Linked DNA regions of Mus musculus: regions 1, 2, 3, 4, 6 and 7 are each linked to region 5. The links are chromatin contacts, called in public ChIA-PET, HiChIP or PLAC-seq, Micro-C and promoter capture Hi-C maps. All regions are on one chromosome and are shown on one strand. The core of a region is the stretch at or near the end of the contact, and the rest is flanking DNA. Distances in the headings are between cores, read along the strand shown. Region 1 holds the start of Tmem221 (transmembrane protein 221). Region 2 holds the start of Abhd8 (abhydrolase domain containing 8). Region 3 holds the start of Pgls (6-phosphogluconolactonase). Region 4 holds the start of Ocel1 (occludin/ELL domain containing 1). Region 5 holds the start of Tpm4 (tropomyosin 4). Region 6 holds the start of Bst2 (bone marrow stromal cell antigen 2). Region 7 holds the start of Sin3b (transcriptional regulator, SIN3B (yeast)).

Evidence for each region. Promoter capture Hi-C pulls out the DNA fragments that hold promoters and counts their contacts. Hi-C and Micro-C count contacts between places; a contact is called where the count stands out from the background. ChIA-PET counts read pairs in DNA pulled down with a chosen protein or histone mark. HiChIP or PLAC-seq counts read pairs in DNA pulled down with a chosen protein or histone mark.
Region 1: a promoter capture Hi-C map of liver shows a contact between it and region 5, with 3 times the contacts expected there. The contact joins the promoter of Tmem221 here to the promoter of Tpm4 in region 5. A contact is called at or near these places in 6 of 39 promoter capture datasets (the 3T3-L1 cell line, 3T3-L1-derived adipocytes, the C10 cell line and 3 more), 6 of 115 datasets of contacts at active chromatin or transcription factors (the NIH/3T3 cell line, astrocytes, embryonic stem cells and 3 more) and 1 of 9 other capture datasets (adipose tissue).
Region 2: a contact with region 5 is called in a Micro-C map of embryonic stem cells, with 4 times the contacts expected there. The contact joins the promoter of Abhd8 here to the promoter of Tpm4 in region 5. A contact is called at or near these places in 1 of 39 promoter capture datasets (neural stem cells), 1 of 484 Hi-C or Micro-C datasets (embryonic stem cells) and 6 of 115 datasets of contacts at active chromatin or transcription factors (astrocytes, bone marrow-derived dendritic cells, bone marrow-derived macrophages and 3 more).
Region 3: a contact with region 5 is called in an H3K27ac HiChIP or PLAC-seq map of extraembryonic endoderm stem cells, with 2.7 times the contacts expected there. The contact joins the promoter of Pgls here to the promoter of Tpm4 in region 5. A contact is called at or near these places in 5 of 39 promoter capture datasets (the 3T3-L1 cell line, the C10 cell line, the HPC-7 cell line and 2 more) and 4 of 115 datasets of contacts at active chromatin or transcription factors (bone marrow-derived dendritic cells, extraembryonic endoderm stem cells, large pre-B cells and 1 more).
Region 4: an RNA polymerase II ChIA-PET map of memory CD8 T cells shows a contact between it and region 5, with 31 read pairs. The contact joins the promoter of Ocel1 here to the promoter of Tpm4 in region 5. A contact is called at or near these places in 2 of 484 Hi-C or Micro-C datasets (nephron progenitors and uterus), 3 of 115 datasets of contacts at active chromatin or transcription factors (embryonic forebrain, memory CD8 T cells and microglia) and 1 of 9 other capture datasets (adipose tissue).
Region 6: a promoter capture Hi-C map of pre-B cells shows a contact between it and region 5, with 2.5 times the contacts expected there. The contact joins the promoter of Bst2 here to the promoter of Tpm4 in region 5. A contact is called at or near these places in 5 of 39 promoter capture datasets (the 3T3-L1 cell line, 3T3-L1-derived adipocytes, liver and 1 more), 6 of 115 datasets of contacts at active chromatin or transcription factors (astrocytes, embryonic stem cells, extraembryonic endoderm stem cells and 3 more) and 2 of 9 other capture datasets (adipose tissue and pancreatic islet).
Region 7: an RNA polymerase II ChIA-PET map of memory CD8 T cells shows a contact between it and region 5, with 8 read pairs. The contact joins the promoter of Sin3b here to the promoter of Tpm4 in region 5. A contact is called at or near these places in 2 of 39 promoter capture datasets (cranial neural crest and pre-B cells), 1 of 115 datasets of contacts at active chromatin or transcription factors (memory CD8 T cells) and 1 of 9 other capture datasets (adipose tissue).

The regions. Positions count from the first base shown.
Region 1 is chr8:71,557,380-71,560,213 of GRCm38.p6, forward strand. Tmem221 (transmembrane protein 221) reads right to left here and starts at 1,492. Exons shown (of 4, transcript NM_001100462.1): 1 at 1,111-1,492; 2 at 441-526. The coding sequence starts at 1,430.
Region 2 is chr8:71,462,267-71,465,232 of GRCm38.p6, forward strand. Abhd8 (abhydrolase domain containing 8) reads right to left here and starts at 1,391. Exons shown (of 5, transcript NM_022419.3): 1 at 1,200-1,391. The coding sequence starts at 1,209. Mrpl34 (mitochondrial ribosomal protein L34) reads left to right here and starts at 2,660. Exons shown (of 2, transcript NM_053162.2): 1 at 2,660-2,801. The coding sequence starts at 2,737.
Region 3 is chr8:71,590,893-71,593,861 of GRCm38.p6, forward strand. Pgls (6-phosphogluconolactonase) reads left to right here and starts at 1,292. Exons shown (of 5, transcript NM_025396.3): 1 at 1,292-1,612. The coding sequence starts at 1,325.
Region 4 is chr8:71,369,956-71,372,926 of GRCm38.p6, forward strand. It overlaps Ocel1 (occludin/ELL domain containing 1), which reads left to right and starts at 1,343. Exons shown (of 4, transcript NM_029865.2): 1 at 1,343-2,030; 2 at 2,513-2,678; 3 at 2,794-2,847. The coding sequence starts at 1,720.
Region 5 is chr8:72,133,953-72,136,966 of GRCm38.p6, forward strand. It overlaps Tpm4 (tropomyosin 4), which reads left to right and starts at 1,336. Exons shown (of 8, transcript NM_001001491.2): 1 at 1,336-1,501. The coding sequence starts at 1,370.
Region 6 is chr8:71,536,105-71,538,804 of GRCm38.p6, forward strand. Bst2 (bone marrow stromal cell antigen 2) reads right to left here and starts at 1,368. Exons shown (of 5, transcript NM_198095.3): 1 at 1,024-1,368; 2 at 255-330. The coding sequence starts at 1,323.
Region 7 is chr8:72,721,966-72,724,847 of GRCm38.p6, forward strand. It overlaps Sin3b (transcriptional regulator, SIN3B (yeast)), which reads left to right and starts at 1,305. Exons shown (of 19, transcript NM_009188.4): 1 at 1,305-1,443; 2 at 2,079-2,185. The coding sequence starts at 1,345.

The sequences.
Region 1 (2,834 bases), core at 242-2,741, 580 kb before region 5:
TCGGGTCCCAGCACCTCATGATTCTGAACTGTCTGCTGCTGCAGTTTCCAAGGAATCTGTAGTCTCTGACCTCTGTAGGCACTGCACACACAGACACCACACACACCTCTCCTCCCAAGGTTTGGGAGATGAAAGCAAGATCAGACGTTCAATGTCAGCCTTGGCTACAAGGCAACTCCCAGGCCAGTTGGGCCTACAAGATAAGTAGTAATAATGATACATAATGAGCATTAACAGAGAACCCTCTGTTCACTCTAAGCACCAACTCTTGTATATATAATGATCTACTCACCACTCTTCAATTATGGGGAAACTAAAGCACAGAGTAAGAGAAACATATCCAAGAGAAAGTGTTGGGGCAACTGCCTGAACTCAGGCTACTGGTCCAGAGATCTGTGTGCACCCTGCCCCAGGTCCCTTGTCCCCCCATCACACACTACCTGCTAAGTAGACGGAGACCCCACAGCAGAACAGGCCAAGCGCTGAGTGCCTGAGGAGGCGGCAGTCATACAGAAACCAGTCCGACCTGGGGTGGGGGTGGGGGGGCAGGAAGGGGGACAGTGACCCAGTGACACCAGAAACCAAAGTTTAGAGTCTCAGCCCTCCACCTGCCTACCTACCTAGCCAGTCATCCAGCTGTAACATCACCGCATGTACCCCTACCCCCATCTATCCACGCACCCACCACTCATTTGCTTGAATCTACCAATTTCCAACCAGCACCAGACTTCCTTACACAGTGGAGGGTCAAAGTTGGGACAAGGGTGTGGTTGACTCAACGAGAGCATCTCATCGCATCCCCACTGTTCCAAGTAGAGTCCCTACACCTGCACCACCGAGCTCAGAGTCTTGAGCAGGTGACCAGGCTGCGGCTTGCTGCGTATCCACAACTGTCAGTCCCGCCCTTCCTGAACCCCGCTTCAGAGAGGAAAGCCTCGAGGTTGGGGTGCAGCTCCGATGACTGACATGTGTCCCCCGCCCCCATACACGGGAAGCACCAGCGCAGGAAGAAGGGGGCGCGCTGAGGCCCTGTTAGTATCACCCCGAGAAACCGGTGTGCTCTCGGAGTCTCAGTTTCCCTCTCTGTAGGTAGAGGCGGTGGTATCCTACCTGCCCGGCCCCGGCCCGCGTGCCAACTCGGCGCCCAGGTGACCACAGAGCGCGGCGAGCAGCAAGCAGCTAAGCCCGAGGACCTGTGCCAGCGCGGCCAGCGCGGTCGCCAGCGGCAGCAATGCCCCAGCCGCAGCTTCAGGTAGCCCGGCATCGGGGTCCAGCTCCGGGTGCAGCCCGTCGGTGCGTACGCGCCGAAGCTCCGCGCGCCCTGCCTGGAGCTGGAACAGCAGCTGCGCAGCCAGCGCGACCAGCACCGCGGCCGGGATGCCCAGTAGGGTCATCGCGGCCAGTACCCGACCTCCGTAGGAACGGCCCATGGCGCGGGCCTTGGATGGAGGGAGGCGGCAGTAGGCGTTCGGGAGTCCTGGGGTATGGACGCCACCGGGGCTCGAGTGCTGGTACCAGATAGGTCGTGGAAAATGAGCAAAAACTTGGGAGAAAGTGTTCTTTTACTGCGCGTCGGCCGAGGGCGCCTCCCCCGGGTGTGCTGGGGAAGGAGGAACTGGGGTTTTGTGGGGTTGGTCTGGGAGGGGCCATGCTAGGAGATCCCGAGGGGGCTCCACCCCTGTAGAGGGGTGGAGCCTAGCCCCTAGGTGAACCGGGAGACGAGGGGCGGGGTTGAACAAGCAAAATTTAAGAGGGGCGTGGTCTATGTGATGAGTGGGAAGGGGCGTGGCTAAGGCGGAGCTTAAGAAGGCTCCTGAAGGGCGGACTTAAGAGGACGGGCCTCAGGGACATCCCAACATCGGGGTCTGAGTCCTGTGGACGATGATGGGTGGGGTCCCCAGGGTGAAGGGACCAGAAAGGGAGTCTTGCAAGGCAGAGGTAGGAGGGCTCTAGTTCTGACAGGTGTTGGGGAGGAGAGGTGGGGTTTGGTTGAGCGGAGAACGCAGGTGGGTTGTGGTCTTGGGTCGGGGCCTGGAAATAGACTTGTCTGGGAGGGGGCGTGAATTGCCCCGCCGTTTGGATGGGTGGGGCGGTGTTTGGAGAGTCGGAGAAGTAGGCAGAGCCCAGGAGATAGAGGCGGGCAAACTGTGAGTACGGGGAAGTGGGGCCCAACTTGGTCTCCATAGCTAGTTCTAGGCCAGTCAGGGCTACCTATAGAGACTCTGTCTTTAAAAAAAAAAAAAAATTGTGGGAGGGCAACCGAGGAGATGTCAGGAGATGAAGCTCTGAGTCTTGCTTGGACTCAGGCAGGGTCACAAAGCCCAAGGATGGAGATCTTGATTCACAGAGTGCCTGACCCTGGAAACTGCACCTATGGCATAGACAGGCATTTTCCTGTCGCCCTGAGGACCAAGCTTCTAGTAGCTGTTTATTAAAATATCACCATCATCATCATCATTTGTTTTAGGTGTATGAGTGTGTTGCCTACATGTATGTATGTCTGTGCATGTCAGGTATCTGTGGAAGTCATAGGAGGGCTTCTAGGCTCCTGGAACTGGAGTTACAGATGGTTACTAGCCACTGTGTGGATGCTGAGAACTGAAACTCTACCCTTTGCAAGAGCAGAAATGCTGGTGCTCTTATCCACTGAGCCATCTTCTCAATGTGTATATATCTGAACAAATCAGGCACAATAACACAGGCCTGCCGTCACTGTCATCAATTCAGAGGGTGAGGCAATGGGAATGTGGACACTTGGAAGAAAGTAGGGACTACAAGACACTGTCTTTAGAAGTAAACAGAGGGGCTGGAGAGATGACTCGGTGGTCTGTTCC
Region 2 (2,966 bases), core at 141-2,640, 670 kb before region 5:
GCATGGATGCAAGCTGGTTTGCATGCTTACTTTTGAGAAAGAAACTCATGTAGCCCAGGCTGGCTTGGAAATCCTCATGCTGCCCAGACTGACCTTGCTCTGCCTTCCACCTCCGGAGTTGTAGCAGGTTGAGCATACAGGTGTTCCTAAGACCAAAGGGAACCTCGAACTCCCACAGTCCTCCTGCCTCTACCTTCCCAAGTGTTGGGGTGACAGATGTGCATCAACATGATGCCATTGGTTTGTTTTTGAAACAAGGTCTCATTCTGTCGTCCTGGGCTGTACACTGGTCTCAAACTCCTTGCAATCCTCCTGCCTCCACCTCTGCCAGTACTAGAATGACTAGTGTGAACCCCGATCACTGCCAACCTTTTACACGGGGTTTCATTCTGTAGTCCATGCTGGCCTCAACCTTGTGCCCAAGCTCCTGGGTGGTGAGATGACAGCCCATAAAGCCTGGCTCTTATTCTAAAATGTCAAAGTTCTTAGCTCAGGCCTCTAGTGTTAATCTGACTAGTGACGAATGAGGCGGGGGAAGGATGTTGGCCACTAGAACTCGGGTTGTATCCGGCTCCAGGTTCAGAAGAGAGCTAGAGCTGACTTGCACAGTATCGAGAACTGATGGAGGTTGCTGCCCTCAGCATCCTGTGTTCAAAGGGTACACAACCCTAGTGGCAGCCAGGAAGATAAAGGCAGAACCTGACTGGGGGCTCTGGGCCTCCATCCGGTTCCCTTGGCCACCCCCCCCGGTGTCCATGACAACCACAGGCGGTTACATAACTCCAGGGGATACCGGAGCAGCACACCCCCATTGTCTGAGGCATAGGGATGGGGCCAGCTTCGTTTTTCCATCACGGCCTGGGCGCCGCTGGAGTGATGGTCATTAAATACCCCGCTCGTGATAGCCCCGGATGCACTTGAGGGGAAAGCAGGCCTTGCTCCTCATTTCTAAGGCTGTGGAACCCCGACTGTGGCGGCTTCTCTAAAGCGCAGCGCCAGTCCTGTTTCCCAGCCCGACCCGCTTTTCCCTGGAGTTCGTCACCCCCGCGGTGGGGTCAAGGCTACCGGGGTTCCGCAGCATCCTAGCAGTACGAATGCGGAGCTTGGCGGTTATCCACCCCCGGCAGCGACACCCCCCACCCCTCAGTGGAGGCCTGGCAGCCTGGTGACTCCTCTCTCGGGGAACAGAGCCAGCTCACCTGAGGTCATCGAGGGGCCCGGGGCCCGAGGCAGGACGCAGGGGTCCCGGGCGGAGAAGCCAGCGTCCACCTGCAGGTGCCGCTTACATGGTGGTGCGGGGTTGGCCGCATTAGCGCGGACAGGCGCGGGCCCGGACGGTCAACGCAGGGGCATCCCGCAGCCGCGTAGCAAACCGGCCCTGTAAGTCCCACCCAGCGTGGGCGGGGCCTGGAGCAGATGGGCAGGCATCTCGGCCTATGGCAGCGGCGAGCCGTCTGGCCTAGATAACCGTCCAACCAGAGGCTTCTCTTCCCAGGATCAGCGCGCGGTCTGCAAGCAGCAGCCCCACCCCTGTGAAGAGTTTGGGGGGAATGAGGGAGGGATGGGCTAGAGCCTGGACCGAGAAGGGCTTGCAGTCGAGGGACAGCGAGTAGCTTGGGGGTGTGGTGGATGTGCTCTGTCTGGGACAGGGTCTCCTCAGCCAGCTTCTGCCTCCCGCAAGGCGGTATGCCCTCTGTCTCTTGACCTTCTCGTTCTGCACACTTCCAAATCTCTACACTTTCAGGTCGGGAAACAGACAAAACATCAAGGCAGGCATTTGAACCAGAGGCTGTGTCAGAAGTGTCAGAGCTGCTGCAGAACTAGCGAATGGGAATTGCATCCTAGTGATGGGGTCTCTGCTACACCAAGACTGAGCCCCAGGCTAACCTTCCCACCCTGGCGCGCTGTTCGCTCATGGGCTCAAGGTGCAGCCCAAACACTTGTCGCCATCCCTTCTACACACCTTCTACATACAATAAGTACTCAACACATCGCCTCAATTATTTGTAGGCACAACTAGCCATTTTACCATTTAGTTCATGGTAAGGACCATGAACTTCAGAAATGCTGGTGTGTACGGCTTCCTGTGGCTGCTGGCACGGCTGTCTGGACATCTTCTTTAAACAGTGGAGAGCTATGGAAGGTGTGTGAACAGGAGTCCAGATCTGAGCTGCGGGAAGAAAATTCCCCCAGGCCAGCCTGAAGGATTAAACTAACCAGAGCAAATTCACAACGCACGAGTTTTCGAGATTATGAAGAGCTGGAACTCAAGGACATCCGGGCCGCGCGCCAAGAGAAGTCTTGGCTGCGGGCGCCAAGAAGCTGCCAGCCCGCTGCGTGCCAGCTGCCCGTCTTCAATGAGGGCGGGTGAAAAGGCCAGCAGCCAGTTCTCCAGACTGCTGCCAGAGTCGTCACCACCACTCTGGGGCGCCCTCTACCAGTGGCCGAGGCGAAGAACTACAACTCCCAGAAGGCCAGGGGGACAGAATGTCATACGCACACGCAGGAGTTTACATTCGTTCGCCCTCTCCTGGTCATTTTGGAGAACTACATGCCACTGAGGACAGACATCCCCCAACCCCCACCCCACTATCGTCACCTGCAGGTGTGGAACTACAGCTCCCGGAAGGCCCCGCGGCAACAAGAACTACATTTCCCAGAAGGCATTGTCAAGGAGCCCAGAGTGTAGGAACTGGCATTGACCCGGACGACCGGACCATTGACCCGCCGCTGGATATGGCTTTCCTAGCCCGGTGCTTTGGGTGCCAGGCCTGCAGATCGGTGGCCCTATTGAGTGGCAGGTGAGTGTTCAGAGATACCCTGCTCCAGAATGGAAACAAGGGTGGTCTCTATAGACTACCATGCGTACTTATGTAGCGCCTTTTGTAAACAAGCTCTTTTGTTGCCCTGCCCATTACAAAGGCGGCTCAGAAAGTCATACAGCGTACATTCTCTGAGATTCACGG
Region 3 (2,969 bases), core at 42-2,541, 540 kb before region 5:
TTTTAAAATGTGTTCAAAGGCACATGCCTTTAATCCCAGCACTTGGGAAGGAGAGGCAGGCAGGTCTCTGTGAGTTGGAGGACAGCCTGGTCCACAGAGTTCCAGGACAGTCAGGGCAGCAGCAGCAGCAGCAGCATGTCTTGAATAACAACAAAGTTCTTGCAGTGTTTCACACTGTATAACTTGCCACTTGCAGCCTCACATGGGCACTCAGAAAGGCTGTAGGTTTAGGATTGGGGTCCAGCCAATGGTCTAGCCTGGGCTTAGCATGCAGAAGGCCCTGGGTTCAGTACCGACACAGTGACTGACTGCTTGGATTTTGGAGCTCTCTCGAGTTCAGGAGGGTGCAGTGGCTCAGGGGTTAAGATCACCGGTTCGGCTTTTTACCCTCCTTCCACACAGAGGACCACAACCATCTAACAGTTCCAGGGCATCCCATGCCCTCTCCTGGCCTCTGCATGCACTTGGTTCAAAGATATACATGCGGGAGAAAATTAAGAGAGAGGAACCAGAGGGGGTTTAATTGGGTCTTTGTGGTGGAAACAGCTGTCACCTTCTGACTGATCTACTTGGGTCAAGGCTCTTAACAGTCCTAAAGGTTCTGTATTTTCCTAAAATAGCACGGGCGACTGGGAGCCACCGGCTCAAGCACAAGAACCGGGGCAGTTTCACATTCAAATGCAGATGTTCAACTGTCGTGTGGCGGTTGTCTTGAGGAATCCTCTTTCTGCCGCAGACAGCTGTGAGCAGAAGACCTTACAAACTGCCGCATCCGCTGGAGTAACAGAGAAGGGGCGACTGGCCGAGATAGGCGAATGTGGGGAGAGCCGTGCAGGCATGGGGACGTCACAGCCTCTAACTCCCGGCTAGCCTCCTGTCCTTGCCACCTGAGAGCTTACTGACCTTATCACGCTGCAGCTGGCGCACTCTGTGCTTCCGACCGCACCCTGAAAAACGCTCAAGAGTGCTGTGGCACTCCGGTCACCCCAGCACTCCAATCAAGAACGATCAGGAGCGTGAGGCCAGTCGGAGCTACTAGACTCCAGCTTAAAAACTAAATAAAATGCGAGAAACCGGGCCAGCAAGGCGTGTCTCGCCCAGGGAAGCGCCGGGGACTGCCCGCCCACTACCCACCTCAAAGCCCTGCGGAGCACTGCGGTTTCGGGAACCACCCGCTAGCCCGGCCCCGGCGACGCTTCTTTTGTGCAACTGCACATGCGCCACGACCTTGGCTCAAAGTGCTCGGACCCATGGCAGCGCGGCCGTCGCGCAGGCGCACTGGCGTACTGGCCTCTGCCGGGAGCGCCGCCGCCTCCCCACCGCCATGGCAGCACCCGCGCCCAGTCTCATCTCGGTCTTCTCCAGCCCGCAAGAGCTGGGCGCGTCGCTGGCGCAGCTGGTGGCGCAGCGGGCCGCGAGCTGCCTGGAAGGGGACCGTGGCCGCTTCGCGCTTGGTCTGTCAGGCGGCAGCCTGGTCTCCATGCTAGCCCGAGACCTGCCCGCCGCCGCCGCTCCCGCTGGACCAGCCAGCTTTGCGCGCTGGACGCTCGGCTTCTGCGACGAGCGCCTCGTGCCCTTCGACCACGCCGAGAGCACGTACGGCCTCTACCGGGTGAGCGCTGCGGGGGCGCGCACCGTACGGGCTACGGGGGCCGCCGTGGGCCACGCCGAGCTGGCTCAGCCTACCGTGGAAACTCAAGATACAAGGGCCGCCGTGGGCCACGCGGAGTCGGCTCAGTCCGCCGAGGAAGCGCGGGCCACGCCGAACTGGCTCAGCCTGCCTAGGAAACGCAAGGATCTGCTTCAACGCCTACCCGCGGGCTCCGGGCCCCACGGGGTCTTGCTGGATGCGCAGTGATGTCCATCCAAGTGCAGCCTGACGGGCCTCCGTCCCCCGTATCTTCCTAAGGGCCGTACCTTGGCTGTGGGGCCTCGTGGGTCATGGCTGTTTGTGCACTCAGCCTGCCTCTAGTGTCCAGGGTGTGTTGGGTCTCAGTTTTCTTTAACAAGAGCCGTTGGCCATCGCCTCCCAGCAGCCTGGGGTATGATGGCCACAAGGCGCCCTATAGGTTACAGAGGTCCCTGCGTCACACACAGGGAAACTGAGGCATGGAGGATTGAGCTCTGAGCACACTTGGATGACTGCCACCACCTCCTAGGGGAAGCTGGTCCAGTGTCATGGGTCTGAAGCAGGGGAGGAAGGGCCATTACACTTACTTACAGGTGGGGAAACAGAAGATTCATGTCGCCTTGACCCTCATCTAGGGACCTGAAACTGCACCACTTTGAACACGATGCCTGCCCAAGAACTTCACTGAACTGGCTGTGTGTACTAGCACAAGGCTCAGTTGGTAGGGTACTTGTAGCTCAGTTGATATTGTGCTTGCCTAGAATGCTTAAGGTCCAGGCTTCATTTCCAGTGTCATATAAACCAGGAATGATGGTGCACCCCTGTCTTCCCAGCAATGAGGAAGTAGAGGCTGGAGGATCGGGAGTTCAAGGTCATTCCCAGCTACCCAGTTCGAGGCTAGCCTGTGCAACGTGAGACTTATTTTGATGCAGCCCACTCAAGAAAAATAAAGCTAAGACCCCTAAGTAGGCCCCTCTGAGGTGACCTGGTTAACAGCTGGGTCTTTGAAGGAAGCAGGATTTCATCACCAGGAATCTGTTGACACTTTGAGCAGTAGGTGTCTTGCCCAATGGGCTGAGACAGGAGCCATGTAGAGTGGACTCAGCGGCCAGTTCTCCTTTGCCTTCCTGGCTCACCTTCCTATGGCCTTCAGTCTGGAGCCCTGTGCTCCTCTGTTCTCCAGGGTCCCCAGCGCCCTGAGCATTGTTGGTTAACAGAGTCCCCAGCACCCCCATCTCTAGGGCACAGCATCCTGGCATTCTGACATTTGCCCCCAGCCTCTCCCTGGCATTGCTCCACTGAGCTGGACTTACTCCAAGAGCCAGACATGGAGACACAG
Region 4 (2,971 bases), core at 93-2,592, 760 kb before region 5:
CCACGCAGATCCCCTCCCTAGGGAGGCAGACTGAGTTTAGGGCCAGCCTGGTATACACAGAAAATTATAGGCCAGACAGGGCCACATAGTGGGACCTTGACTCCATCTTCCAAAAATAGCACAAGAAAGGCTTGTCAGGCGGCTCAGTTGGTAAAGACACTTGCCACAAAGCCTGACAGCCTGAGTTCCACCCCAGAGCATGAGCAAAATAAGCAGTAAGAGTTAGGGACAAAAAAGCCAATCAAAAACTATATTTAGCCAGGCACTGGTGGCGCACGCCTTTAATCCCAGCACTTGGGAGGCAGAGGCAGGTAGATTTCTGAGTTCAAGGCCAGCCTGGTCTACAGCGTGAGTTCCAGGACAGCCAGGGCTATACAGAGAAACCCTGTCTCAAACAAACAAACAAAAAACAACAACAAAAACAAAATTAAAAACTAATAAATATATTTGGGCCGGGAGTAGTGGTGCATGCCTTTAATCCCAGCACTTGAGAGGCAGAGGAAGGCAGATTTCTGAGTTTAAGGTCAGCCTGGTCTACAAAGTGAGGACAGCCAGGGCTACACAGAGAAACCCTGTCTCGAAAAACCAAAAAAAAATATATATACATATATATGTGTGTGTGTGTGTATATAAATATAGATAGATAGGCTGGAAAGATGGCTCAGTGGATAAGAGCACCGACTGTTCTTCCGGAGGTCATCAGTTAAATCCCAGCAACCACATGATGGCTCACAACCATCTGTACAGCTACAATATTCTCATATACATGAAATAAATCTTTAAAAATAAATATATTAACTGTAATGGTAACTTCAGGGAGTCTGACATGCACACACACATAGTTAGCATAATAAACGTCACTTCTTAGGGTCTAGGGAGATGACTCAGTGTAAGAGTGTGACTCAAGTATGCAGATCTAGGTTCCAACCCCTAGTACTCTTGTAAAATGGCAGAGGTGGGGAGCAGGAACCTATCAACCCAGTGCTAGGAGGGAGATACAAGCAGATCTACCTGGAGCCCGCTGGCCAGCCAGAATACCTAAACAGGGACCATCAGGTTTCGGAGAAACTGTCAAAAAAAAAAAAGTAGGGCTGTACGACACTCAACGACCTGTATTGGTCTCTGAGTATGTACAAGGTCACACACACACAAAAATAATACAATTGCTAAAGAAAAAAATAAATTGGTAAACAAAAAAAAAAAAGCAGAAAGAAAAGAAAAAAAAAAAACTACCTTATTTTCCCAATAGACTGGGGTAAATGAATAGGCCAAACAGCATAGTGAAGGGCTGATTCCAACCCAGAGAGGAACACGCGCCGCAGGCTCCGCCCACCCTGAGAGCCCCGCCCTAGCGGCCGAGCGCCCGTGCCAACGGCTCCACCCGCAGTTCCTGCACAGCTGCGTTCCCGGCGGCAGGGCCAGACGGGGCTCTGGGACAGGTGACACCGAGTGGGATCCTCGGATAACCACAGGCGGGCGGGGGCTGGAAGCTTTGTGGGCCGTAACCCCGCGAGGCAAGAGGCGAAGGGGTCGTCTCGACTCGGACCCCAGTCGCCCTCCGCTGCTTTGCGCTCTTCCGGTTTCAAGAATGGGGCGGGGCCCGCGCTGCACCGCCAGCCACTCTCGAGCATGACGCCGCGGTGACGTCGCGGCGCCTCGTCAGTGCCCCTTTCCGGGATCCGCACTCTGGGTTGCGCGGCCAGCCAACCGCGCTCGCGTATGCAAATACATGCAGGTCCCGCCTCCAGGCGCGGCCGGCGGGGTCCTCTGGCCAGGCTCTCAGGCCCGGAAGCCACTTGCAATTCGCGCCCTGCCGCCAGGGGGCGCCAGAGAGCTGCAGCCCCACGCATGCCTGCCCCGGAGCGTCCGCGCTCCAGACGGCCGCAGAGCCAGCCCGGGCCGGGAGAGCTCTGCGTGAGGCCCCGGAAGATCGTGTTTGCGGATGAGCTGCGCCCCCGGGAGCCACTGCACCCTGAGAAGCATCCCAGAGATCTGGGACCCCGCCTCAACCCAGTACCTGACTACGAGCTGTGAGTGCCCACTCGTTGTAAGACCAGGTCTGGTCGTCTAGTCCAAGATAGCCCCTACCTTAGTCTCCTGAATTCATCATACCCACGTTCCCTCAGAGCTTCTTAATGCCTGGGAAACAGAAAGGGGCATTGAGGCTGGGGTTTTGATGGGCGAATAAGAGTTTATGAAATTAGGAAACGGAATTGGTGGTAGAAGGCATTTTGATTTGGTGGTCAGCACTGGCAAAGGAAAGCCAATTGCCGGGCCTAGCAGTGGTGACACACGCCTGTAATCCCAGCACTTGGGAGGCAGAGGCAGGCGGATTTCTGAGTTCGAGGCCAGCCTAGTCTATAGAGTAAGTTCCAGGACAGCCAGGGCTACACAGAGAAACCCTGTCTCAAAAAAACCAAAAGAAAAGAAGAAGAAAAGCCAATTGCCATGATGGGTGGAAAGACAGATTTCCCTCTACTTATACACTGACTGACCCCTTCCAACCTGGTAGTAAGTACCCACCAGTGACCAACAGAAGGGACCGGAGCCGCTATGCCGCAGTGTTCCAGGACCAGTATGGCGAGTTCTCGGAGCTCCAGCGGGAGGTGGGGGCCACACAGGCTAAGCTCCAGCAACTGGAGGCCCTGCTGCTGTCGCTGCCCCCGCCACGAAGCCAGGTCAGCCCAGGAACTCCTGTGCCCCAGCTTCCTGCGGCTGTGCAGCTTCTACTGGGTGGCATGCTGTCAGGGTCATGGTGGCCCTTCTGAGCCCCTTCCCACCTTGCCCTTTCAGAAGGAGGCTCGCATGGCAGCTCATGTCAGGAGAGAGTTTGAGAAGAAGCGAGGGGTGAGTGGAGACTCCTGGGGTCACAGATTGGGCTGTGTGTGTGTGGTGCTGTCTTGAGACTGGGACCATGTAATCAAAGCTGAACAGCTTGAGGGCCTCTGGTTACAGTGCCAGGAGGACTTCC
Region 5 (3,014 bases), core at 86-2,585:
TGGGAGGCAGAGGCAGGCGGATTTCCGAGTTCGAGGCCAGCCTGGTCTACAGAGTTCCAGGACAGCCAGGGCTACACAGAGAAACCCTGTCTCAAAAACAAAAACAAAAACAAACAAACAAAAAAACAGATGCCTAACAAATGTGCAAAAGTTAGAGGAGTGAAAATTTGATCTTAGAGGGGAATTGGTCCCTGAGAGTGGGTCTCTTCCAGGACAGACCTGAAAGCCAGGTGTGGGAGCCAGATTGGAGTGGGAGCAGGATGTGGGGCTCTTGAGGGTAAGTTTCTCAGCAGGGGAAAGGGCTTGCACACTGGTCAGAAAGTTTCTGCCTACAAAACTGGGAGTTTCTATAGGCTCCACTTTGCTTAAACAGAGATCACCTGAGAGCTGCATTCAGAAAGTGAGAATGCAAAATCCAATTTGTAGTGTTTCAAACTAAAGCTATGACTTCCTCAAGAGAGTGGGGACTCTTATGAGTCCAAGAATGGCCAGTCCTTAGGTCAAGAGTAAAATCCCTCTGTATTCAGTAATGCACACTTACCGCTCTGTGTATGTGGAGGGAGTATTTTATATTTTATGTGAGGGTGTTTTGCATGCATGCATGCCTATGCTAAGGGGTCATGGAAGCAGAGAATGTTGGCTCCCCTGGAACAGGAGCTGGGAATCAACCTGAGTCCTCTGTACAAGACCTTGTCTATATACACTTTTTACTTTCACAAACTTGTGTCCTCTGAATGAGACCTTCTTTATATAAACCTTTTACTTTCTACATTAATGTGGGCGCATGTGTGAGATTAATGGACTCTGGGCATTAGGCTTGGTGGCAAGCACCTCTACCCATGGAGCCATCTCATCAGCTCATAAAGACTTTGTTCATTTGCAGGGCCTTAAACTCCCAGTCCTTCTGCCTCAGCCTCCCAAACTCCGGGCAATGGACCATTAGGCTGACTCATTATCTTCTGTGTCCCCAGGTGAAAGAGCAGCTGACGTAGTTCCAGAAGAAACTGAAATGCGTGGAGGACGAACTGGACAGGCACTCCGAGGACCTGACAGACTTAAAGAAGACTCTAAAGCAGACGGAGAATAAAGGCTCCCAGGTAAGTGCGCGGCCGCTGGGCCAGGCGGGGCGGGCAGTGAGGGAGGACGAGGAGCCCACAGGGCAAAGGCGGCTAGCTGCACCGACGTCAGCCACCCCCTCCCACCCACCCCCCGCCCGGTGCTGACGTCGCGGCCGGCCCGGGTGACCTCATGGGCCTGACAGCAGGGCCGGGGGGCGGGGAGAGGCGGGGGCGGCCCCGGCGTGGCCAAGGCTGGCGGGCCCGGGCGCGGCCGCCCAGCTGTCGCCGGAGCCCAGCAGAACGATTGAGCTATGGCCGGCCTCAACTCACTGGAGGCAGTGAAGCGCAAGATCCAGGCCCTGCAGCAGCAGGCAGACGACGCAGAGGATCGCGCGCAAGGCCTGCAGCGCGAACTGGATGGCGAGCGCGAGCGGCGCGAGAAAGTGAGAGACCAGGACCCGCGCCGTCCGCGACCCCCGCCCGATCCCACTTTTCGTCCCGCGCGCTTCCGGGCCCGCAGTGCTCCCTGGCGCCCTCTTTTCTTCCCAGCTCCGCATGCTTCTAGCTCCCCCTTCCTCCGTCTCCCCTCCGCCTTGATCATCCATACCCTTGGATCCTGGAGCCCCGTACGCTGGCGGGGCAGGAACTGGGAGGTTGCGGGGGGGACAGTCCTGCGCGGGGCACTCCGGAGTAGTGGGGCAAATACCGCGCTCCCATTGTCTGCGGCTGACCAAGGTGGGGGCGGGGGCGGTGCGCGCTTTTGCTTCTTCGCGCCCGAACTTTCCCGGCACGTCCTTAGGGTGCGGCCGCGACACGTCCGCTGAGGGCGGGGTGGGGACAGGAGAATTTGGACGCTGGCCTGCAGGACACCCACCACCACCACCATCACCCTGTGTCCCCCTAGCCCCAGGTAATATCCACTAGGGGGCCTGCCCGACGCCGGAGCGCCCACTGTATGCGCCTTCCCTGAGAGTTCAGGGACCGGGGTGCATGAATAGTTCGGAAAGAGGAAAGGCCTCCGCGCCTCCTCTTCATCCCTGGGTCAAGCCCGGGGCCAGAGATGGGTCTGGGTTCTAAGCCCAGCTCTGGCACCCACAAAGCGTTCGATTCGTGTCTCCCAAAAGTCTGCTACAGGTGGGTAGAAAGAAAAGACTAGGGAGAGGCATTCCAGACGTTTCCGGGGCAAGGAGAGCCCCTTGCCTGAGTAGTAGGGCGGTGTTTGCTAGCGAAGGAGACTCACAGACAAGGGAAGAAGTGTTGTGTGATTGCCCAGGTCTCCTGAAGCCGTAGTGTGGGAACTCAGGGCGGGGACCCTAGAAACTGAAAGGCTAGGTGGAGTTGGCAGTGCAGGTACCGCCTGGACTCCTCCCAAGACTGCCTGGGCGACAGCCTGGCCTGGGTAGAAGCCTTGAATCCCTCAAGGACCGCTCGGGCTGGAGAAAGCCTCAGAACCGGGCGGAAGCTCTGCACAGTAGCTGTTACGGCTTCTCATACGCCCGTCCCACCCTAGACATCTCCAAAATGGCCTCGAGACTCCAGCCAAGCCAGGAATTTGGCGGCCCAAGGGTGGAGTGCGGGGGATGCCTTTTGGAAAACTCTGAGCTGCTTTAAAAGTTCATGTGGGAAAGCATGCTTCTTTTGGTTGTAGAAAGACATCTCAAGTTGATTCCGGGCCAGAAACACCCAGACTAGAAATGGGGTTGGGGTGTGTGTAGCTGATTTCTGGGCTTGTGTCCCAACAGCTGGTTTCATTTAGATTTTTGTGTGATTAACCGACGTCTTCCTGTTGCTTGGCCACAAGTATCTAGCAAGCCTCTTTTACCTTATAAGGGAAACCCTTTGTAGCCGGTGGAAGGCTTTGATTGCAGGAAGGGGCGGAGCTCAAGATGACTTAGGATGTGTGTGTGTGTGTGTGTGTGTGTGTGTGTGAATGAATGCATGGATGTGAACTAGAGC
Region 6 (2,700 bases), core at 118-2,617, 600 kb before region 5:
CTCCTGACAACGTTCTTCCTACCCACCCTCTGCTCTCTGCTGACATAAACCCCTACTTCCACTCCCCAAGCTTTATTCCTTCATCCCTGGCACTCTGTCTGTCTCTGGGAAGAAACCAAACTTCCAAGCAGTGGGCTCATGACCCTGCCACCCCTTCATGTGGGTCAGCACCTCTCCCCAAGTCCCAACCTGGAGGCCTAAGCTATTCCCTCCCAGCTCCACTGGACCTCCCCCTCCCCCTGCCCCCCTCTCACTCTCAAGCTCCTTGATGCGGGCCTGCTGCTCCAGGGCTTGAGACACCTTCTTCTCCAGGGACTCCTGAAGGGTCACCTGATCAGAAAAGCGGCACAAACATGGGTTGGCTGTTGTCCTGGCCCCTAGGAAACTTCCAGGCAAAGGCATCTGAGACCTTCTCAAGCAAAGCCCCTTTCAGGTTCCCCTCCAACACTCTCCGTATCCACCCAGTCCTACCAAGGTGTAATCTCCAAAACGGCAATTTTAAGTGCCCACATAGGAGTTTGAAAACTCTTCGTAGTTAACCCCTAGTAGAAAGTTCCAGATATTCTCCTACACAAACACACAGCAGAACCGGGCTTCCCAGACAAGGTCTCTCAGAGACATATTAAAAGTTTCAATAATTTGCTAGGTGTGGTGGCTCATGTTTTTAATACTAGCACTTGAAAGGCAGCATTTGAGGCCAGCCTGGTCTACAGAGTGACTTTTAGGACAGCCGGAGCAATTTAGGAGACCCTGTTTCAAAAAATTCAATCAGGGCTGAGTGATATCCCAGTGAAGCCAAATGCTGGTCCCTAAGTCAGGTTCGAGCTCTCCAACTCAAGCACTCTACACAAAGTTTGGAGAGTCACCAAAGGAAGGGAGGATACTGAGGCCCCTGATTGCAGAGCTGTAGGGAGTTCTAAGGTCTCCCAGGATTTCAGTCTTTAGTAGCTGGCCTTCGAGGTGGGGGTGGGGGACTTGCTTGGCTGTTTCAAAGCCACTGGAGGGGACGGATTCCAGGCTTACCACGGTCAGGTTGCAGGAGTTTGCCTGTGTCTCGGCCTGCAGCAGACTGTCCTGGGTGCGGGTGAGCTGGCGCTGCAACAGGTGCGTGGTGTTCCGGCACTCAGCCTGCGCTCGCAACCCGTCTCTACAGGCCACGCTGTTCGCTGTGACGGCGAAGTAGATTGTCAGGATGACTAAGGTAACCCCGAACAGGACCACCAAGATCGCGGCCCCCAGCCACTGCCGGTGGCTGCCCCATCCTTGCTTCCCCCCCATCTCATCCATGGGCACGGGCAGATAGTGATAGAAAGAGGGCGCCATGTGATCCGTCGATCCTAGAGGGCTCAGGAACCCTTTCCAGGCCACGCCCTTATTAGCATAACCCCGCCCCACCACTGCTTCTAGCAAATAGCAACTTCAGGAGTCCAACGCAATTCTAGAGCCGCCGGGTTGCAAACTGCTAGTGGAGAAACTGCAGCCTTTCAGTTTCATTTTCCTGGAATGCCCCTAGAAGCAAGAGAAACTTCTGGAATTCAACTCAAATTCTTGGCCTTCGCTGGCCAGTCACCTGGTGCCTGTGGGCTTGGGACTCGACTTAACAGTGGCTGTCCGCCGGGCGGTGGTGGCGCACGCCTTTAACCCCAGCACTTGGGAGGCAGAGACAGGCCGGTTGTCGGTTTGGTCTCCTAGAAGGGGAACTAAGACTTCAAGGTTCAGTTGTGGACTGAAGACCAAAGGCCAAGGTTTGAGGTCAGGGGTCTCCATTCACGAAAGGATCGTGGGAGCTATTGAGAATCTGTATATTGAGAATAGTGGCTACAGAGCAGCGGGCAGGAAACCAAGCCTGGCCAGGTAGCAAAGTGTGCCTCCCAGCTCTTGTCCTGGCATCAGGAGCAACCTGGCGGGGAAAACCTGCCTGCGGGAAAACCTCTGTGAACGGGGTAAAAAAGGAGTGTTTCAGTGAGCACCAGGCACTCAGAGAGGGCTTGGCCTGGCTTTGGGCAAAAGTGACATGAAGCATGACCTGGAGTTAGCATAGGGGTTGTCCTTGATTTCCTATCCTTCTGTCTCTGCCTCCCGAGTGCTGGGATGGCAGGTGTGCTCCACTACTCTGGAATCCTCCCTGGCTCCGCTGAATGTCCTGAATGGTACCCACCTCAAAACACTATGGAGTCTTTACTGAGGACACATAGGGCAGACCACATTCAGTCAAGGGGTTCTCTTCAGGACTGAAACTGTGTGGCCAAAGCACTAGTATATGGAGAGATTACGTTTTCTGTCCTTGTGAAGACCAGTTTGCATAGGAGGACTCGGTGTTGTGTTTTATAAAAAGAAAAAGAAGCCAGGGATATGTTTGATGGGGGTGTGGTATGGTGTGGGGGAAGAGGGTGCTTCTGCAGGCCCAGGCTGAGGCCCCCAGGGTACCAGTCACACAATGGGATGTAGAGTATAGAATAGAGTTTATTTAGGGCATGGGGAGGGGAGTTGAGGGCCTAGTAGAGACAGAGAAAGGCAGAGAGAGAGAGAGAGTAGAGGAGTAGAGGCTAGCCGGGAACAGGTAGAGAGAGAGGTGGGAGGGGAATGGGGAGAGAGGAGGAAGAGGGTAAAGGGAGCAAGATCTAGAAGAGGAGAAAAGAGAGGAAGAGGCAAGCAGCCCCTTTTATAGTGAGTCAGGCACACCTGGCTGTTGCCAGGTAA
Region 7 (2,882 bases), core at 55-2,554, 590 kb after region 5:
TAGGTGTTTGGAACGGAGGATAGGTCAGCCTGGAAGCAGAGGTCCCATGATCCAGGTTTGCACACATTTGTGAACGGAATCAAGGAATGTCACTCTGAGAGGAGTTAATGGGTAAAGAGCTTGCTCTAAGCAAGCAGGAGGATCCAGACTAGGGGCTGTGACCCCAGCACTACTGTGGAGACAGGTGGACCCATGGCCACTGTATCAAGTGAAGACAATGAGCTACAGGTTCAGTAAGAGATGCTGCCCCCAAAACACAAGGGCTGGGTGATAAAAGATTGTGCCCATCTCTGGTCTCTGTACACACACACACACACACACACACACACACACACACACAGGAGTGAGTTTACCTACACATATGTACACACACGTGCACACACACACATACACACCCAGTGCAAGAATTCAGTCCACATGGCTCTTGAATGGATGCTGCTCACCTACAGCCCATTGCTGTATCAACCTCACAGAATAGACATTCAGAAACTTGTTCCAGAAAGCACCAGAGCCTTGCAAATATCACTATTGAGGTCTTGGGTCAACACAGACATCTAAGCTTGTTTTCCCTCTCTCTCTTTTTGAGACAAGGTCAACACCTAACTGTCATTTTTTTTTTTAAAGATGCAGTCTTTTTTCTTTTTTTTTTTTTAAGTTTTATTTATTTAATGTATTTGAGTACACTACAGTGAAGGTTGTGAGCCTTCATGTGACTGCTGGGAATTGAATTTTAGGACCTCTGCTCGCTCCTGCCAACCCTGCTCGCTCCTGCCCAAAGACTTACTTATGATTATAAATAAGTAAACTGTAGCTGTCTTCAGATGCACCAGAAGAAGGCGTCAGATCTCATTACGAGTGGTTGTGAGCCACCATGTATTTGCTGGGATTTGAACTAAGGACCTTCGGAAGAGCAGTCGGTGCTCTTACCGTTGAGCGTTGAGCCATCTCTCCAGCCCCTAGAGATGCAGTCTTAACTATGTACCCCAGTTTAGGTTAGACCTCTCAGTGGTCTCCTCTCAGACTCCCCGGTACTGAGATCACAAGCGAGCCTGCACACTGAAATGTGAAGTTTATAGAATTAATGCGTTTTGAAATATTCTTCAACTTTGCTTTACTTTCTTTCCCTCCAACAAAACAAATCAAAAAACACTTTAGGCCTTCCAGGTGGCCACAGACCCCCAGGGCACATAAGTTGAGAAAGACCTCCCGCCCCGTCCAGCAAGGCCCTTATGTGGACACTCCCCTATTTGACGCCACGAGTCTCCACCCCCTAGGAGGCGGGGCCCGCGCAAGCGCGACCAGGGCTCAGGCGGAGGCGGGGCAGAAGCGGCTCTGACTTCCAACATGGCGCATGCAGGCAGCGGAGGCTCCGCGGGCCGGGGATTCGGTGGCTCCCGCTGGGGTCGTTCGGGCTCCGGAGGGCACGAGAAGCTGCCGGTGCACGTGAGTGATGTCCTTAGCCTCTTCCTGGGGACTCGGACCCCCGCGGGGATGGCGCCCCGCCGTGCGGCCCCGCCTTGGCCTCCTCTCTGCGCAGCCGGGCCCGGGGACCCCACACCCCTTCCGCGGAATCCTTCGGTCTTCGCGGCAGCCCCTCGGTTTCCCCCTAACAATTCATTTCCGCCGCTCCTCGGACTTCTCAGAGATACAGAGGTCTTTCTCGACATCTCTCAGTCATTCCTGCGATCCCTGTCATCCCCGGGACCCTTCGGTGCACCCCGAAAACCTTCGATCCTCCTAGTTGGCCCGTAGTTTCCCTTTTACGCCCCTCGGTCTTCCAAGGGATTTCGCGTCCTCCTCGAGACCCTTCGGTCGTCCCCGCCGGTCCTCGGTCCAACCCGGAACTCCTCGAGGCCCCTCGGGACTACCCGCAGGCTCTCGGGACTACCCGCAGGCTCTTGGTCCTACCCGCAGGCTCTCGGTCCTTCTAGTCGGACGTCGGCCCTCCCAGTAACACCGCAGTTATCCTCGCGGCCCTCTGCTGCCCCGTGCCACCCCTCTTCTATCCCTGGCCTTCCAGCCATCAGTCACTGCATCGCGCGACCCTGGCCCACCTCTGGCCTTCTTGTTCCCCACAGGTGGAGGACGCTCTCACCTACCTCGACCAGGTGAAGATCCGCTTTGGCAGTGACCCTGCCACCTACAACGGCTTCCTGGAGATCATGAAGGAGTTCAAAAGCCAGAGGTAATCTGCAGGGCCTTGTACACCCAGGAGCTGGGGGCTGAGCCCTCTAACCCCCAAACCAACTACACTGTGTCTCCTCAGCTGTTAATCATGCACAGGATTGGAGGGCCCTGGGAATCTCTTCTAAAACAGTCGCAAGATGAGGTGGTTCTGAGGAACTGATGGGATTCCTGGAAGGGGTGAAGGAATTGGGGAATCGAGGCCTGAACAGGGAGTGTTGGGTGTAGTCTTTATTTAAAATGTTGATTTGGGGGTGGGTAAGATGTCCCAGAGGGTAGCAGTGCCAGCCACCAAGCCTGACCACCCGAGTTTCAGCCCTAGAGAGATGAGAATTAACTCCTACAAGTTGTTGACCTGCCCTTGAGATCTGTGGTACATGCCCAAATACAGAAAATAAATGGGGTACAGATTTTGATTGTTTGGGGAAGCATTTTTTGTTAATACTGCAGGAAAATATTACTTATGATCTCTTAGCTCTTGTCCCTACGATGCTTTTCAATAGCACTTACTAATCTGGAACCAGTGTGGTATGAACAGGAACTGTTTTGTAGACACAGAGCAGTTAGGCGTATTGGGTTGTTTCTGAGTTAATGTCCGTGTCTTCTAGAATCTTCTGGGAGGTGTGGCTTGGTTTAGGTAAGGGACTCATCCTAGTGACAGGTGGGTGGAGCTAGAACCCAGGCTGTCAGTCAGACCG